Linked DNA regions of Mus musculus: region 1 is linked to region 2. Evidence: chromatin contacts called from public HiChIP or PLAC-seq data. All regions are on one chromosome and are shown on one strand. Each heading gives the region's core, a stretch centred on a gene start, on an enhancer-like site or on the middle of the called end of the contact. The rest is flanking DNA. Distances are from core to core; before and after follow the strand shown.

Region 1 (5,404 bases), core at 2,772-5,271, 410 kb after region 2:
GCAGACGGGAAAGCAGGCCTGAACGGGTAGTGTCAATCATTTAGTGGGCTCTTCATGCCCAACCACTTTGCACTCAGAAATGATTAAGGACGACTGTCACCTCGAGGGCAAGAGGCATGCCCATATGCCACTGATAAAATGCACCGCCCCCAGGGTCTCACTGTCTTCTGAAGGCAGGTGTATTGCAGGGGCAACAGAACAGAGACTGTCTGCTCTCTCGGGGACTACAATTTAAGAGTGCGGAGCACAGGACCTTGGGAAACCATAGACAAGGAAGGCCTTTGGCTTGCTAGCTATCTAGCTATGTGATTTTAGACTTTTAACCTAACTTAGCCTGAGTTTCTGCAGCAGTAAAAAAGGATCATGTGAGGATAAATGAAAAGAAAATCTAAATGCAAGTAGCTAGTAACAGACAGCCCAGGAAATGACAACATTTTGGTAAGACGTCTTTAAGTGTCAGGTCCAGTACAGCTCCGCCGAGAAGCACACGCTGCGCACACTGAAAGGGCCACACACAGAGGACTTGCTCAGATGCTACGAGTGCCCACAGTTGACAGCGGAAGTGGCTGTGAACTCTACTCCAGGACACAAAGGGATTTTATGGGCCACTTCTCCCAATAGTTTATGAGAAAAGAGAGAGTAAGATTAAGGCTCGCTGGCATCCTTCAAGTTCAAGGCTTGTGATTTAAGTGTGAAAAATAAGGTCACTAATGAGCAAATATGCTTATGAGCCTTAGAAAGGACACACGAGTGTATGTGCGCACACATGTGCCCATGGGCGCACATAGACACAAATACAACCAAGGGGTATTACAAACAGTAGGTACAAACTTCAGATCGGAAACATTCAAAGGGCTCCAAGGTCTCTGAAGATATTTAGTATGAACACCGTTTTCCCTCATTCCCTTTTTGGCCTTAAAGAAAATCCCCAAAATTTGTAGAATAGTTTAATAAAAGAGAAGCTATCTTTCCTTCTACAACGGGGAATATTGGCCTTGACTATATTAAGAGAAATATGGTCTGGATAAGCCCATGATGTTTAAAGGAAGTTACCTAGGGGCTTTGAAAAGGCTGCTGCTTGGGTCCCATTTCTCATAGACTGGAGTCTAACTGAGGTGGTGGCAGGGCAGAATCCATACATAAGTCTACAAGGCTTCGAAAAGGATTCTTGCATGCGACTCGGGTTGGGAACCATCTGAATTTTAGGAAAGCGGGGGGATGGCAAGAAAAACTGCCACTCTGTAGACCTCACACCGAAGGTGCGGGCAGGCCACTGCCTTTAGAGTAGTGAGGTGTCTAAACTCGTAAGAGTCAAGGCCTTGCCACTGACCTGTAGCACAACCTTGGGAATACCAAGGTCTTTGAGAGGTAGACTCTCAGCAATCAGAATGTCCCTGCTCTCCCGCCACAGGGTCTGGGCACGGCTAAGTGCAAACAGCACAGACGAGAACTGTGCTAGGCCACCCCTGGATGGGTTGCTGTCCCTAAGGAGTCTAAGTGGAGCCAGAAGTAAATGGGCAAGTTCAATGTGGATCCTGTTATCAGGAAGCCGACTGAGAGCTCTCAATTGCTGGCTGATTGCCTATGCTGCAGTACCTTGCTTGGCCTTAGTCATGAAGGCTGCCCGTAGGAGCAGGTTCATATGGTCCTAGACAAGCTTTGAAACAAAACTTCAATTACCTGCTTCTTTTAAAACGAAGGGCCAGGAGATGGTATGTGGCTTTTTCTAGGTCACACTGAGGTGGAAAGTGGTGGCAGGCAGCATCCAGCTAACACTCCCGTCTTGTGAGCAGAGGTTACAGCCAGGATTCCTGGCCTCTTGGGCACTGCTTTTCCAGGCCCAGAAGTCAAGAGTGTGGCAAGTCTCTATGGCTCTTCCTTTTCTTTCAGGCCTTGTTAGCCACCGAGGACAAGTCTCAGGACTTCAGGCCCGTGGTGTAGACATCTATGCTTGGAAGCCAGGGCTGCGCCAACGGGCCTGCAACAGAGTCAGACACTTGGGTGTAAGTCTGGGATCTGCAAGATGTGGTCTCTTGGATATATTTATTGAAGAAAGGGCAAAACAAATCAACCTTCTAAACGCTTCTCAACGGCAGCCAGTCTAAGCTTAAAAAGGAGGGCTTCCTGGGAACCTAAACGAAATGGAGGGCTTCCTTGCTGGAGTGGGGCTCACGGCTGATTCAGAAGCCTTCCCAGGCTACCCTGTGTTACCCGCTCCTACCCATGACCCTACCCATGAAGGGACAGTAGTCTGGATTAGATAGTCTCCAGCCACTTTTCTGCAGGTGGCTGCGTTTGCAGGGTAGCAACAGCATGCAGTGGAGATCAAAGGCACTTTAGGAACAATCAAGGCAGGGAGAATCCTCACTGGGAAGGACCCCCACTTACCACAGTGTCAGCAGACTTGGTCATGAAAGGCCGGCCATTGCATTGACTCAGAGGATCCAGGAGTGCCTAAGGAAAATGGCAGCCCTGGCAGTGACAATTATGAACCTGCCCTTTGTTCTGCCTCTTGCACACACACACTGTCCCAGACCCTCTTACTTAATGGCAGATAGACAAGAAAGAAAATATAGCTTTCTTTAAGTGGGCTGAAAATTAATGACTGCCATCCAGAGGAAGCCAGGAGAGAAGGCAAAGCCCCCCTTTAGTCTTCAACAGCCACCAGCATAACAGGGCCGGATACATCAGATGCCCCTGCCAGGGCTAACATAACAGATTCAAGAGAAAAACATATTTTAAATAAATGCACGCCTTCGATAAGGATAATGCCTGCAATTTAAAAGGCTGAATATGGCACTCCAAGCATATTAATATTTCTGGGCTTCCAGAATCCTTGGGAAGGGCATACTCTCCGGTATAGTCCTGGACTGGGCTTAACTTTGTATGTGTGACTTAGCGGGACTGAGACACCTTCCCAAGCTAGCTGGCTACTCTTCTGTAGCAAGTGTTGCAAGCTCAGGGTGCTCGGGGAATTGTCTTCGAAGGTGATTTCAACTCTAAACTTAAGGTGTAATGTTTTAAGAGCTCAAACACAACATTGAGTTTGGGTTGGTAGGCTATTTTTCAATAGGACAACGTGCTTGATGGTTCACTTTTAAAAATTGATAAATATTGTTGGTATTCTATATTTTTTAATAGCAGAAGTAATTTAATGGGGGTAGATCAAATACCCAACAAACAAGAGGAGTTTGGTATTTCCGATCTTTTGGTTTTCCCTTTTCGGGTCATAAACTTTGCATTGGTTCTTTCTCCTTTTCTGCACCCTTTCCTTAGCCTTAATCTGCACCCAATCTCTTAACTCCAGGCAACAGGATCAAACTGAAAGGCTGCGATGGAGCTGTCGTGCAAAAGGTGACATCAAGACTCATCCCACCCAGAATCAGGTCTTCTGTGGACAGGCCCACCCCGACACCCGCTCCAAAGACAATGCCAGCGTGGTCCTCAAGTTTATTGTTGGCGCGCTCGCAGGGATGCACGCTCTGCCCGGCGAGGCCAGGGCGCCTTGTGGCGCTGAGCGAGGTGCGAGTGCGAGAGTCGCACCGTCGCGTCCCCTCAGGGCCGGCCGGTCACAGATGGGGTGTCTTCCAAACGCTGAAAGCCAAAGCCGCGTCAAGCCAGTCTCAGAGGCCGAGAGGCTTTAAAAATGGCCTCCTGACGACACTTCCTGCTCGGGGCCGAGGCATCTTTTAAAAAGCCGGCTCAACCGCCCGGCGCGACAAGTCGCGGGGCTGAGCCGGCGCTGCACAAAGGCCGCAGGGTGGGCCGTGGGTCTCCGACCCGATCCGCCTAGCCCGGAGGCGCGCACGCGGAACCGTGGAGCCACGCCCGGCCGCGCCCGCCCAGGTCCCTACCGCCCCGCACCACCACTCACCCGGACGCCGCGGCACCGCACGGTCCCAGATCCCAGCGGACGGACAGGCGTCTAGACCGCCGGCTACCGCCCGCAGACCGCCGCCGCCGCGCCCGCTGTAGGTCCCTACCCGGGGGGGCGGAGTCGGGCCGGCGGCGCGCGTGCGCAATGCGGCGCGACTGCAGCGGAGAGGCGGGCGCCTGAGGTTGCCCCTTCACTGCCCCTGGGCTGTGGGCTCTGAGCTTGGGGGCGATCGCACCCACTGGGTGCAGTGTTTGCATCCCTCCGTCCTGCACACTCTGCAGCTTCCTCTGCAAAGAACTGAGTGCGTTTCTCTTTGGGTTCAATGGACTATCCATGGGCGCCTGGCCCTCCTTGGGTCCTGCGGAGGGTGGATTTGGTGCCTGCCCTCAAGGAGCTTGAAGTTCTACAGTTAAGTAAGTGAAGCGACAACAAATGGGCTCAAGTCTTCAGCCATCACAGCTTCAAGGGGCGCCCTAGTGAAGGAGATGGGCCTGCAGCCCTAGATTTGGATACAGCTAGCAGCTGGCTTAGGCATAGAAGCTTCGACGAAGTCATTTCTAAAGCTAAGGAAGATCATATTTGAAGGCTAAGGCCTCATCTCGTGCACGTTGTGACAGTCAGCAGGGAAAGGATTGATGGAGAGACAGTCAGAAGATGCTATGAGCTCATTTAGTGTGTGGGAGTTTGTGTCTATCTCCTAAGTTTCAATGTCTGCAGGTAAATGGTCCCTTTTCACATTAGGTTCATACCTACAGTCTACTGGATAAAAGACAGTCTTAAATAGTCCCACTCTGAGGGAAGAAGGGAATCATAAGGCTAGTGGGCTCACAATAAGTGAAGAAGGGAATCATAAGGCTAGTGGGCTCACAATAAGTGAAGAAGGGAATCATATGGCTAGTGGGCTCACAACAAGTGACTTTGATGCTGCTTCCCAAAAAACCAAAACTGTCCCTCAGCAAGGTTGCATGGGAGCAGCGTCACTGTGAAGTGCAGATCCTTCATGGGCAATAGGCAGACGATTCCTTCAAAGCTCTGCAAAAGAAGCCAAGACTGGACTCCAGTTCCTTCCTCTGGGTGGGTGGCAAAGATCAGCGCCTAGATGTCAGTTGGATGCTGGAAAGAGATGGCGGGCTTTGGCAAAATCCAACCTGGAGGAGTGGAGTTTGGGAAGAAGAGGTAGTCACAATGCCAGCTGCTGGGCAAGCTCCCAGCCCCTGAAAGAGCAGGTACCAGACATAGAAAGTCTGGGCAGAGATTCTTTGCCTTGCTCTATGAGACAATGCCTTTGACCACACCCTAAGCTATCTTCCTGTTTTAGGGTCTTATTGCTGTGAACAGACACAAGGCAACTCTTTTTTTTTTTCCCCTGAGACAGGGTTTCTCTGTATAGCCCTGGCTGTCCTTTGTAGACCAGGCTGGCCTCGAACTCAGAAATCCACCTGCCTCTGCCTCCCAAGAACTAGGATTAAAGGCGTGCGCCACCACCGCTCAGCACAGGGCAACTCTTATAAGAACAACATTTAATTG
Region 2 (5,397 bases), core at 871-3,370:
CTAGAAAGTGAAATGACAGAGAGGGAAAAAGCAGCCCCTCTTAGGCATGTGGTAGCATTCTGTCCACGTGGGCTTCTGACTTTGATGCCTACCCCACCACCGTGCGCGGAGGGATGGAAACTGTCTGCAAGGTGAGCAGGGATGCACTACGGGAGCCACGGAACTCTTCGATGCTTCGAACATCATTTCAGAAGGAAAACAACCTCAGTTTGACTTTGCCAGTGACTAGCTACCACGGGAAAGGTGTGCAGGAAAAGTGACAGGATACATTTACGGGAATGTCTTCTGAGATCCAGTCCCTTGGCAATCAAAGGCTCGTTGGAATCTGTGGAGTGACGTAGGTTTGGGATTGACTAGGATAACATTTGTGGGCTTTTGAAGTTACAATTATGTGTCTAGTTATTTATTGTGTGTGTGTGTGTGTGTGTGTGTGTGTGTGTGTGTGTGTGTGTATCACTGAGGACCTATGGAGGACAGAGGGAAACCTGGAGAAATTTGCCCTCTCCTTTGCCATGTGGGGGCTGGGCATCCAACTCCGGTTGTCAGGTTTGGTGTCAAGTGTCTTTACCTGGGGAGGCATCCCACTGGTCTCATTTCAATCATTCTTAGCACACAATGGAACCCCCTCGCCACAACTGCCTCTAGCTTTCCACAGGACAGCTAATCCAGGCATGGCATTCATTTGCAGATGCTGACTCCTCCTGAGACCCTCTCAGCCTTCTTGGCAGGGGGTTTCCTGGGGTGCCTGTGTCTCCTGGAAGGGCTGGGTTGCCTTAGGATTGCTGGTAAGTTTTGCCGAGGAAACAGCGGATCTCATCTGACCATTGGCTTCCAGGTCTGCCTGGTCTTACTGAGTCCTCTGGACTAAGTGCAGAAAATATCTGAGTGTGGATTACCTATTTATAAATGGAATGAATGAACAAATGATTTTAATGTTTAAGGCGAGGCAAGTCTCCGGAACTCCTTGGGCCCAAGACGTCTTGCCTCTTTCATCCCATCCCCCTTTAGCAGTCATCATTAGCGGTTGCCGTGCCCGTGTGCAGGGTGTCGTGCAAATAAAACCCGTGGGTTTCCTTGTTAAAATATGAAGAAATTGAAATCGGCTACAGCAGAGCGTTAAAACCTAGGCGGAGCGGGCGTCTCGGCCTGTGCTTTGCCCCGCGTTGCCCTCTCCGAGCACGATGTCCCGATTGCTCCCCATTGCCCTCTCGCACCACACTGATGGGCTCCAGGCTCTCCTCCAGGTCACGGTCAACCATAGGACGCTCTTTCGCAGAAATCCGCTGCGCTTCCTCTTGGCACCGGAGCGGAGCGCCTAGGGGACTGTCTCAGTGCAAAGCGTTGGAAAGGAAGCATTTGGACTCTCGAGACTACAACGGGACCACTGGGGACCTTTTCCCCTGCTCAGCTCTCTCTGGAATCATCTCCAGAAGAGGATACGGAGGGATGACATGTCCTTGTGTAGTGGCACCACTTAGCCATCGTCGAGGCTCTCACTCAGGTCCCCACACAGGCACTCACAAGGGACAAACGGAGAGACCCCCCCAAAGATGCCCATCCCCTGCTTCTTACCCTGAGCCACTCACAGGTCGAGGGCAGAGACAAGAAACACCAGTAGATAGCCACAGGGATTAGGGCACACAGATGAGAAGGACCCATGCAAGCTCGACCCCTGAGGGCCCACCCAAAAGTCTAGGGGTCGGGGACACAATCCTGGAGCAGCCACGCCCTCAGCAACCCTCTGAGCTGGCTCCCACGATTCCGTGTGTCCCCTGGTATCCCACCCCTCCCCACCAGTCCGGGAACCGACGGGCGGCACCTGTTGCAGTCCCGCGTTTCCGGGGAGCCGGGGTGGGGTAGGCGGGCTGGGCGCGGGGGTGGGGTGCGGGTGGCACTGGCAAGGCAGAGGTGCAGCAGGGCTCGAGGCGCAGCGGCAGGGGCAACGGGTTGCAGGGACCAGAGTAGACCATCAGGAGCTCTGGGAGGGAGGCCAGCGGCTGGCACCTGACTGAGGGCAGGGTGTACTGGAGGAGAGCAGGATCTGAGGGCACTGGCAAGCCGGGCTGGTGCCCAGAGGGCGTGGGGGAAAGGAGCCAGGAGCAACGTGCGGGGCGGGAGCAGCCGCCCGGGGACCAGACTGGAAGATGCCTGGGGGCCCGGGCGCGCCCTCTTCTCCCGCAGCATCCTCAGGCTCCTCGCGTGCCGCGCCGTCGGGGATCGCGGCATGCCCTCTGTCCCCACCTCCCCTAGCCCGAGGGTCTCCACAAGCTTCCGGTCCCCGGCGCGGCGCCAGCGTCCCGCAGAAGCTGGCGGAGACTCTGAGCAGCCAGTATGGACTGAACGTGTTCGTGGCGGGGCTGCTGTTCCTGCTGGCCTGGGCGGTGCACGCGACGGGTGTGGGCAAGAGCGACCTGCTGTGCGTTCTAACCGCGCTTATGCTGCTGCAGCTGCTCTGGATGCTGTGGTACGTGGGTCGCAGCTACATGCAGCGCCGCCTCATCCGCCCCAAGGACACGCACGCGGGTGCGCGCTGGCTTCGCGGTGAGTGCTACCCTCCACGCCTCTCCTTGAGCTCTTTACCTTACTTTAGCTCTATACCTCATCTCTTTTCCCGCCCTCCTCTCGAGTTTCCCTTGTCTGCCTTAGGCTCTGCTCGAAGGTCTTCCTGCTTAACACTTTGTTATAATGTTTCAGGCTCGGGCTTGCAGGCCACTCTCTCCCTCTTGGCACTCAAGGCTTCTATGATCTGGCCTCAGATAAACTCTTTTCTCAGCCCCCATCCTGGGCTGTAGGCTGTCAAAGACTCAGTTCCGGCCAGTATTAGCATATTCGGTTCCTTCTCTTGGAATGCTATTCCACCCTTCCCTCTGTCCTGCTTTTCATGGGCTAAGGCCTCCCTGAGACTGAAGCGTATCCTGCGGCTCCATTCTGTGTTTCTGTTCACACTCCCACTCTTGCTGTGGCCTGGACTGCCTCTTCACCCCATTGGGGGGAGCCTGTGACGCTTGGTCCGAGAGTCACAGGAGCCTGGCTTGGAGGAGGTGCTGAGAGGATGAGGGGAGTCCTGAGGTCATGGTCTTGAGGGACGACCTCACTGCATGCTAGAGGGGCTGCCCATATTGAAAACAGACCCAAATGGGCCAAAGGGGGCTGGAGACACGAGGGCAAAGGGAGAGGGCTGTGATCCAGGGCAAAGGGAGCAGCCGGGATCCAGGGCAAAGGTGCCTCCTCCCACTTTCTCATCTTAGACTGTAATTTCCCTCAGAGGCCGCCTCCCAATTTTTGCACACTTGACCTCAGACATATTCCCTGCTTTTCTACGACCCCAGCTCCAGTCTGAGCCTCTGCAGAGGGGGATCTCAGGCCGGATTGGACCAGAGAGTGATTCAAGGGTATGACCTCAGTGCCCTTCCATCAGAATTGCCCTTGCCTTGAGTAGAGACATTCAGAGATCAGTTTATCTTGCCTCCAAAAAAAAAAAACAAAAACAAAAAACAAAATACAAAAAAACCAAAACAAACAAACAAAAAAAAAACAAAAACAAAAACAACAACAACAAAATTGTGCATGACCACAAACTATCTGAATTCTTGAAAATGGAAGTTTGAGGGAGCTCGTGGGTTTGTGGATTATGCATGGCAGCTGGGGACGGGGGTGGGGTGGGGGGGTCTATGTCATATAGATAGGACTGGTACTGTTACTCCAGGATGTTGACATTTTAACCCTTTCCCAAAAAGAAGCATCCTTTTCCCCTCACTCGCCTCCTCTCTCCTCCATCTCTTTCCCCTTCAGCCTCTCCCCTCCCTCCTGACTTCTGTCTCTTCTCTCCCCTCACTTCCTGTCTCTCTCCCTTACCATCCTTTTCCTTCTTTCTTGCTTCCTCCTTGTAGCTCTCTTTCCTCTTTTCCTCCTTCCTCTTCCCCCACTTCCTTTAAGCCTCCCTCCATTCTTCCCCCTCTTTGCTTTGACTGAGCCTGCTATTTCCCAAGGTTGGGAAGCCCGAGGGAGAAGCAGGGAGAGAGAACAGGCTAAGGTTTCCCTGTGGACGCACTCCATGTCTTTCGGACAGCCTGTAGAGATGAAGTAGGTTAGGCAGATGGAGACCAGTAGAGTAAACTGCAAACCCTCAGAAAATGGTACCCAGGAGGAGGGTGAGTGGGAGGGCTCATGGTATCCAGATGCTCAGAGAGTCCAGGGGAGGCCAAGACATCAAGGAATATTGAGTGGCCTAGGAACCTATAAAGGGCATAGTGGGGTGGAGTGCTGTGGTACCACAGAGAATGAAGGAACTGGCACAGGCTCTCTGGGGTCCCAGGTGGCAGCTTGGAGAACAGCACTCACCCTTTGGAAGTGGCCCCATAGTAGTGTCCCTATTTCCACGAGACCCACATGCTGTGCAAAGTTGTTGGTCTGGAAGACACGGCTTGTACTCCCCACTTCCGTCTCCGTCAGCTTTCTGAGCTCCAGCTCTTACAGGAGTTAGATAAGAATCACAGCTGCCTCACGGGGAGGAGCAGGAAGATGACCATGAGCTGGCCCTTCCTGCAGAAAGTTTGGGAGCGAAAAGTGCCTTACCATTACCAAGGTGCCAAGAGGAAGTACCTTGGCCCCAGCAGACACGGAGGTTTCCTTTGGACTCTTAGCTGGATAGACTGGTTTGTAGTAGAGTCTCTGTCCTGTCTGTATGGGGAGCGGGTAGGGCAGTGCCCTGAGGCTCATGCTTTGGGTTAGAGACCCCCCACCCCGAAACTCCAGGCACTGAGGTTTTCTATGGGAAATTGTAGGGTTTGGTTTGATCTGCAAAGTACCTGTTTGGGCAGGAAATATTCCATTCTACTTCCTGTGAGGGATGAATTATTTTCTTTGCAATAAAAAAAAATTCTGATCCACTTAAATATCTTGTAACAGTGTTGCACTATGGGTCCTCTTTGCTGATTTAGGGAGGAGTTCCTCTGGGAGGGATGACTGTAGCCTCAGAACCTGTGCCTGCCCCCTGAGCAGCCAGTGAAAAGCCTTCTTACCAGTTAATCACCACTTCCTGAATTTCTTCATTGCTAGCCTGCTCAGAACGGGGTGAGGCCAGAAGGGTTTTTTGTTTTGTTTTGTTTTGTTTTGTTTTGTTTTGTTTTGTTTTGTTTTGTTGTTGTTTTTTCCCCCCTTGTCTTTTGTCTGTCTCAAGATCAGAAGTATTTTGAACACAAATTCTGGAAACACTGGTGGTTACAAGCACACTTATTGTCTGGGAAGCTAGACTCATCACAGCCTGTCAGGGCTGATTTCGTGAATGGGGGATCACCCCTGAATTTACTCTATAATTCAGATTCTTCAGTTTCTGCTTTTAAACAAGGCACATCTAAACTTGAGTTTCTCCAGAGCTCTGTCCATTGTGCTGCCACA

What was found. HiChIP or PLAC-seq counts read pairs in DNA pulled down with a chosen protein or histone mark.
Region 1: a contact with region 2 is called in an H3K4me3 HiChIP or PLAC-seq map of bone marrow-derived macrophages, with 4 times the contacts expected there. The contact joins the promoter of Zfp518b here to the promoter of Otop1 in region 2. A contact is called at or near these places in 3 of 39 promoter capture datasets (the 3T3-L1 cell line, embryonic stem cells and neural stem cells), 4 of 115 datasets of contacts at active chromatin or transcription factors (bone marrow-derived macrophages, embryonic stem cells and stem cell-derived neural progenitor cells) and 1 of 9 other capture datasets (liver).

The regions. Positions count from the first base shown.
Region 1 is chr5:38,680,805-38,686,208 of GRCm38.p6, forward strand. It overlaps Zfp518b (zinc finger protein 518B), which reads right to left and starts at 4,022. Exons shown (of 3, transcript NM_001177902.1): 1 at 3,875-4,022; 2 at 1,681-1,978.
Region 2 is chr5:38,275,284-38,280,680 of GRCm38.p6, forward strand. It overlaps Otop1 (otopetrin 1), which reads left to right and starts at 2,121. Exons shown (of 7, transcript NM_172709.3): 1 at 2,121-2,541. The coding sequence starts at 2,145.